2 separate regions of the Gasterosteus aculeatus genome follow, and region 1 is linked to region 2. Evidence: chromatin contacts called from public Hi-C data. All regions are on one chromosome and are shown on one strand. The core of a region is the stretch at or near the end of the contact, and the rest is flanking DNA. Distances in the headings are between cores, read along the strand shown.

What was found. Hi-C and Micro-C count contacts between places; a contact is called where the count stands out from the background.
Region 1: a Hi-C map of skeletal muscle shows a contact between it and region 2, with 4 times the contacts expected there. The contact joins the promoter of LOC120810392 here to the promoter of LOC120811031 in region 2. A contact is called at or near these places in 4 of 6 Hi-C or Micro-C datasets (skeletal muscle, tail fin and whole body).

Annotation. Positions count from the first base shown.
Region 1 is chr20:3,691,133-3,694,936 of fGasAcu3.hap1.1, reverse strand. LOC120810392 (soluble guanylate cyclase 88E-like) reads right to left here and starts at 1,766. Exons shown (of 17, transcript XM_078094525.1): 1 at 1,657-1,766; 2 at 1,232-1,408; 3 at 1,004-1,136; 4 at 624-798; 5 at 374-465. The coding sequence starts at 1,359.
Region 2 is chr20:3,468,674-3,472,947 of fGasAcu3.hap1.1, reverse strand. LOC120811031 (cortexin-3) reads left to right here and starts at 1,308. Exons shown (of 2, transcript XM_040166113.2): 1 at 1,308-1,568.

The DNA of each region.
Region 1 (3,804 bases), core at 517-3,016, 220 kb before region 2:
AGACAAACTCATTACGCGCCGATTGGCTACAAAATGAAATAACGGCAATTTCGTCTACTAAGTTTATCGGTCATCAATAGGACAACATTTGGGAGTTCCAGCATCTTTATTTAGATTATTATTATTACATTATTATTTACATTTTTAGATTAAATTTCAACTTCTAACCTTCTATAAAGCGAATCTAATGGGTCATTCATGAAGGCCCCTTAACTCCATTCAATAAACACTTCCTGTTTGAGGGGAAAGAAGAACCCGGCCCCGGCGTCTCGTGGGAGGCGGTGGAGACCTTTCCCCCCGTGCCGGTAGCACCGTGGTGGCGGGGGAGGGCGAGGTCGGCTCGACATCCGCGCCCCCCCCCCCGAGTACCTACCACATACGTCATTTTCTCCGTCTCCTCTTTGGACAGGATTTCCACTTCGATGTCCGTGTTGTAGAACTGCCGTCCCACTTGAGAGAGCTGCCCTGCAGGGAGGAGACGGAGCGGATGTGTGGAGGTCAAGTCTCCGTCACCGTGGGCTCGTGTGAGCTCCAGCACGGAATCAACCACTTTGCTTTGTAACTCCACCACACTCCGGTCCATGAGGCGGGAGCCGTTTCCCCAGCATGCAACGGGCCGTTACCTTTGACGAACTGCGTGAAGCCCTTGCGGGTGCTGCGGTAGTGCAGCGTGAGGCTCGTCTCGCACTCCTCCTCCACGCAGAAGCTCGGCGGCTGCACTTTGGGGAAGGAGAAGCGAAAGTACTCGTGCAGGTTGTCCAGCTCGTTGATGAAGTCGCGCACGTTTCGCCCCAAAACCTTAAAAAGACCAGAGAGACGGAATCGGCCTTTGAATTGCAAACGACAGATGTTTATAATTTATGAAAACGCCGCAGCAGATACGGATGTATTTTGTTTAAATATACATTTTAGTCCAATACAGTTTAGCAAAACAGGACTACAATCCGCATTTTGTTTGTGCAACCCTGATGTACAACGACAACACGATGAGGCGCTCTGTCACCTTCAGGATCCGCTCATACCCGTAGTTCCCAATCCTCTTGACCATATAGACCCCGAAGGCGTACATCAGCTCGTCGTGGGTCTTTCCCAGAACCTCCCCCGCCGCCTTCGCCAGCCGCAGGATCAGGTTGTCGCTTTTAAAGCAGACATGGAAAGGCGGTGGTTCGTTTTTGGGACAACGGGTCAAACACAGCGCACCATAACGTAGTTATCGACGTGAAAAACCTACTTGTACATCTGATGGCGGTTGAACTTGAGGTGGGGGATCTCCGCCCGGTTCTCGATCAGCCGCCACACGTCCTCCCCATAGGATTCATTGATGTAATCGTTCACTGCTTCTAGGTACAGGCCGTACATCTTAAGGGGGTTGGAGACCTCCAGATTGATTCCTTGGTTAACTGCTCAACTGAGGAGAGACAACGGGAAGAAACGAGGGATCCGAACGGCTGGTTAAACTCGTCTTTGTTTGTGTCGGCAGTTTAAAGAGAAGAGAAGCGTTTGAGAAGCCGCTCGCTGTAAAACGTCTCGACCATCGTGGCGAACGGAAGCCACTCCAGGAACCTGGGATTAGCGCACCAGTGACTACAGCAAAAAAACAGTCAAAGAAAAAGCTAAAATTGGGAGGCAGAAAAGGTGTGAAAAGAGTCCACTTACATGCAGTCCTCTGTACGGTGATAATTTGGTCTCCAACTGAGCCAGCCAGCGCCGCAGAATGGCTCCCTGCAGAGAGTTTCCACCTGCAGCTGACATGTGTGACACTTGCTTGTCAGGTCAATAGGTGATACGGGGCCAGAATAGCAGCGCCGAGGCATGTTTGTGGCAGGTAGCAGGAAATAAAAGGAGAAGAAAAATAAATGTAGACTCTGCGTTTGGGGACTGTCAAACATACTGGGCGTCGTTGGTGATGCATTTTAATGGAGATGGAGTTTGTGAGTGGCTGTCACTGTATGAGGGAGTTCTTAAATACACTCATTTATTATTATTTAAACCTCGGTGCTCAATGTGAGGCGCATTACCCCAAATTATCCTGTGCTCTCTTACAACAGCTCATTAGGGCTAGCGGGTTTCTCAGGCTAATTACCCCACATTTGCATAATCACAGTCAGGTGCACAGCCGACTGGCGCACATTGTGTTCAGATTGGCGTTTGGACGGTTTTGCATGAAGCTGACTCGATCATTTCCGTGATCACTGAGGGACTGAACATGCAACAACATTTGTGTTTTTTTTCTTTTTTTTTTACTCGAGTCCTTGTGTTTGTTTTGACCTGCAGGAGCTACTCTTGCATTTGGAAAATAAAAAGTCATCAAAAAACCCGGCATGTGGTCAAACAAGAGCTGCAGCTCTTTTCAACAAGCGGGGCTCCGTCAATGCGTCTGTGGGGTGACGTGTGTGTGTGTGTGTGTGTGTGTGTGTGTTTACTCATACATGTGTGCACACAGTGAAGCCACTGCTTCTGTCAACACAAGGGGGCACTGTTAACACACCCTTGCTACTGATTGGTCCAATGTTTCCTCTGCAGTGAATGAGCTTAGAAATGAAAAGGAGTGAGTCACTCGGGCGTCCTCGTTAGACGCCGGACAGGGAAGATCAGACATTCGGTTATTTCATGACATTTGTGGAAATTATCCCAGATTTCCCAGAACAATGACTTTCACCTCTTCTTTATATTTAAATCCTAATCTGGAAGGTGAGGAGGCTCACGTCTGTCAAGTAGAGGCCTAATTATTAAAACACTGTCAGCCAGAATTAATCTTTCCCTCCACCCACTCCACCGGTGAACCAAAGGCCTCTGAGCGATAATGAGCCGCCCTCTGTTTCTGTGTCTCCTGTCCTCCTCCCTCCTTCATTTCCTCCCTCCTCCCCCCTTCATTTCCTCCCCCCTTCATTTCCTCCCGTCGTCCAGGTGTTGCTGCCGCCTGCCTTATAACGGCCTGCACTCGCCTCTTAGCGGTGTGTGTGTGTGTGTGTGTGTGTGGGGGGGAGGCAGAGGGAGAAAACAATATGCTGATGGTGCCAACACCACACGACTCCACCCAGATGCTGCGGACGCTTTCATTAAAGCTGTCACACCCCGGCTTCCTCCCCACAAAGAGAGAGAGAGAGAGAGAGGTGCGGCTTTGTCGAAAAGGAGTCCATTGGTGTCATTTTGTAAAACGCTGCCTGGGAGGCGACACTGGATGATGCAAACAACACCGGCACACAGAGTTCTGTTCGGCTCACCCGCCGCCACACACTGGTGTCAGTTCCGCCCGTACACGCACATATTTTCTGTCTTGTTATCTGGTAACGGGAGTTATCGGGCCGAGCCAGGCCCAACGGAGGGGCGATCCAATCTCTGGGGAGTATCAGGGTCACGGCAGGCAGCCGTGCATAGCCGGATCCTTTCAGGTCCAGCACATAGTGAGCCACTGGTGTCATTTATTCATACATATATATATATATATTCATGAATATAGATGTATACGTATATTGTCAAAGCTCACCGTTCAAACGTGATGCTTTGATTAAAGAGCCGCAGCAAAGCCTTTCGACCGCACAGAACGGCGCCGTGTTCGGCTGACAAAGTCCCGCCGTGAACGGCTTCTTATTGTCTCCGACCGGCAGCCCCTGCATATAAAAATGTTAAATCCCTGCCGGTTGTGTGATTGCATGAAAAGCTGCAGGGATGAATCCTTGTCGGATGTGGCAAAAGGGAAACGTCTGCCTCCGTGGAGGATCTGTCGTGACCCCGCGGTTGGATACTTAAAACTCAACCCACTGCCGAGGAATGTGCCGTATTTCTCCGGCGCAATCCCATGAC
Region 2 (4,274 bases), core at 59-2,558:
ATATATATATATATATATATATGTATATATATATATATATATATATATATATATATATATATATATATATATATATATATATATATATATATATATATATACATGTATACTGACAGGTCAGTTTAAGCAGGAATTCCACCCAGAATCAAGCTGCCCACTAAGGACCAAACACATATAATACATTTATGTTTCGTACAATTAACTATCAAATTCGTAAAACAGCTTTTAAATAATACAATTAAGGGATTCTGTTTAAAATGTCCTATTTCCTGTAGATAGTGGTGTCAATCTTTCCATCAAACCACACACTCACCCACAATTAAAAGCAATATCTGGGTGCATGGATAAAAAGTTCAAGACATCCGGATACTTGTCAGTGATGCATTCCACTGTCTTAAATAAAATGAATCAATATGTCTTTGTCTGCAGTCCTCACTGGCCTCCACCAAGTGGCGACCCTGCAAAGCGTTTGACTGAGGATATTATGTAACCTGAGATTCTCCTCCCTCCCCACGAACTGCTCTGCACAGTCACTCTCTGACCTCCTCGCCTCCTCCCGGACCTCTCAGGGGATTTGCATCTGTCAGAATGAGACGGAAAAGAATCTGAGGCTGAAACATAAAAAAATAAACACACGGGAGTGTTTACTGCATGCTGGAGATGTTCACCTTCAGCATAAAGGCTGCTCTCCTCCAGAGCTGGTGGTCCAATATGCAGCAACGTCTGTGTTGATGCACTGGCTGTGCACATCTTACCTGCATATACTTTGTTATAAAGTCTCTTTTATACATGTTTTAGATTGTATTATGATAATGTGTCTTCATCATCAAATTACATCATTGAAATAAGAGCATCATTTAATATCAGTATGGTCTCTCTGTGCATATTTAATTACTTATGGATATTCATGGTTATAAATACACACACACATTTATTCATTTATATTTTATATATTCATACATACATATACTTGTATGTATGCATATATACATATATGTATTTATATATACATATGTATGTATGTGTATATGTAAATATGAAGATTTTCTTTCAATTACTTTGATTGAGCCACAACCCCAAATTTAACACATTCATTTAAAAACATTTTAAACAATTTTATCAAATTTCATTGTTTACATCATAAATTATATCACTATAAATGTGCATTAAACGACATTAAAGCCGGCAGGGCCACACCTTTCCCCTTTAACCACTCGCCAGCACACACAGTCGCCTTCCTGGAGGATTGCCATGGCAACAGGTTGTCAGTAGCGACGGGGTACCCACTACATCCGCTCTGCCTGCGTGTGTCTGCGGGGATGCGCGGCGCGTCAGGACCAGGAGGCACAAACCAGCGCAGCAGCGGAGGGAGAAGAGTCCGCCAACACGGAGAACAACCCGCCGAGGGGGAGCTGCTGGTCCGCACGTTCTGAAGTGAGGAGCCGGGAGAGCAGCCGCTGTTGTGAATTCCGAGTCTGAAGACAGCATCGTCGGATCTACCAGGATGGAGAGCCACCGCTGACGGAGACTCCCCGAGTCCCCCCCTCCCCACCCCCTCACACCAACAGGTTAGTGTTTACAGACTCGGGCACTTGCATCCATCCGGGTGATTCAGCTGGGAGCAATTTTCATTTTCCTCCCCCCCTGAAACATGTTCATGTCATGGTTTGATTTTTCATACATACATTTTTGTTGCGTTGAAGGCGTGGAAGGTCCCCGACAGACGCACAGGGGCCGTTTTTGATGCAGCCACGTGTGCAGATGGGGGGTTCCGGCTCTCTTTAGACAATGATGTGCCCCCAGTTATGCCAGTATACACCGGACAGAAAACGAGCAGGTGGATTTAAATGGCGGCTCCTTATTTTGCGTTGAATTGTTGTGGAGCTTTTTTTTGTGTCGTGCGTTGAGGCTGCGGGTGCGTCCACCTTTTACTCACACATCATGAGCACTCACGCTCCACTCTGTTGCATTTTCACATTTATTGCATGCACGTCTTTGCTTTTTTCAGATTCAGTACATTTGTAAAGCCCTTTTTCCTCTTTTGTCGGCAGTTATCGTTTCAATCATAGCATGAATATTTGCATGTAATGCTCGTAATTACATGCTTCATTTACAATTTTCCAATTCTCGCGGTGTCACTGTGTTTGTTATCAAAAGATGTGCATGTGTTGGTTTGTTTGGTTGCAAACACAAACAGTACGTGCAGTGAAATATAACACAATGAAACAAATGCAATATATCGTCATATCATTTGCACATATATTTCCCTCTTTTTTGATAATGAATTATTGTATTAAATATTTGTACCATGTCAGGTTCAAAAAGACTGTTCAACTGTTGCCTCGGCCGTCACTTAATAATGCCGGACATTTTGTGTTGAGAAGTGATTGACGCCGTGCTGGAAAATGAAGTCCCATAATCCCCCTCAACCATTTCATTTCACCTGCTCTGATGCATTTTGAATTCTCCATTAGTCATAGTCATCTCACACACACACACACACACACACAGAGGCCTGCAGCAGGTAAAATCAACTTTTCAACATAATCTGCTTCATTTCCAAATGTCTGTGTCTGTGTCACACTCACTCAGTTGATTTTGACTCTCAGTGCCGGATAATGTTTCATCTCGTCTCCTCGCCGATGCACCTTGTTGCACATTATGCAGGTCACTTTCTGAAAAATCACATCCCGTGTGTGTGCATATTTCTGCCATCTGAAGGGTATTTTCAAGGCTCCGGGAGTGATTTTTTTTTTTTTTTCCTTCTACAAAATGTAGCAGCTGATGATCAAAGCGGACGGATAACATGACCTTCTTGAAACGGCGGAGATCTCATTTTGAAAAGTGAGATCTCCTCTGAAACTTGCTGAGGCATTAAAAGCTTATACTGAGCATATCTCTGCGTGAGACTGTCGAGGAAAAGCTCTTAACTCCTGAGCACTTAGTGCGTTTGAAGCTGTGGTGGACGCTTTGAAGAACGTTGTGTAACCTGTTGGCAGACGAGCAGATTCCTCTCCGGCACTAAGTGCCGATGCTCAAACGCCGCCGTGTCTCTGGTTGACAACAAGACGAGGTTGTGATGTGACATGATGGTGGGGGGGGGGTGACACACAAAGATAAACCGTCCCTTTTTGTTAACATTTCTCACAAAGAGGGCAACGAATCGCAGCTGTGAAATATCATTTCTGTAGTCATTTTAAGTGTGATGGATCACAGGATGCCGATCGGCGAGGCAGGACTGAAGGCTGCTCTCGTTGTCTCTCTCCTGAGAGTGGCCTACGGAGACGGATCCTCTGACCGTCGTGACCCCCTCCCTCCCCCCGCCCTCCCACCTCCCTCCCCCTCAAGCTATTGTCAGTCTCTCTGACGGATCTCAGCGTGACCGAAGCACGAGATCTGAAAAAAATAGAGTCTGGGTTATGCAAACATTTCTCCGAGGCGACTCATAACCTGCTAAAGATGTGATTGGTCTGATTGGTGAAACCAATTAAGCAAAGCCCCCCCCCCCCCCCCCCCTCCATATCTGCTGTCTTCCGTTTCATCCACACTTCCCTTTGTGCCGCTCTCCATGTCCAGCTTGCTCTCTGAGCTCCGTTCAGCCGAGTGAACTCTCTTCCATCTGCTCTCCTCCAGTCTGGCCTCAATTAAGTGGCTTAACCCCCCCAACACACACACACACACCTTAGAGGCCTTCTGGGAGCTGGAGTGTTTGCATTGGTGGCCATTTTGTGCCGTGGGGGAAGTATTTAGTGTACTTACAGCGGTTATTTGCATGCACATCATACTGCGAAGGACATTTGACTTCGTGGTTCGATAAGTGTTTCCCCAAAGTCACACAAAGCGAAATCAGATCAGACGCGTGAAGTTTCTCAGGATAGGAACCTCACGCTATAAATTATTCAGACGTTCCTCTCATCTTAATAATGTAATTTGTATTCTTGTAAATTTTCTGGATTATTACCTCCGCCGCGCCGTTGGTTTGCTGTTTGTCAGCAGGATGCTGGAAACATGGCGGCAGCGAGTCACGAGGCGGCTGCTTATGGGAACGCCGTTGGCGGAGGTCTGCGCTCTCCGAGACCCTTTCTGCTTTACGGGGGTTTGGAACCCGCTTGGAAACGCTCTGCGTTGTTTGAATTTGACTCCATCACTAGCGGAGATGCAACTGTAGATGTTCCATATGGTTGTTTCACATATCCGACGTCGGTTGGTAAACGAATGGTAGAATTTCCCTTCAAGCTAACCAGCGCAACTTTTAACATAAGGGTAATTTAAAA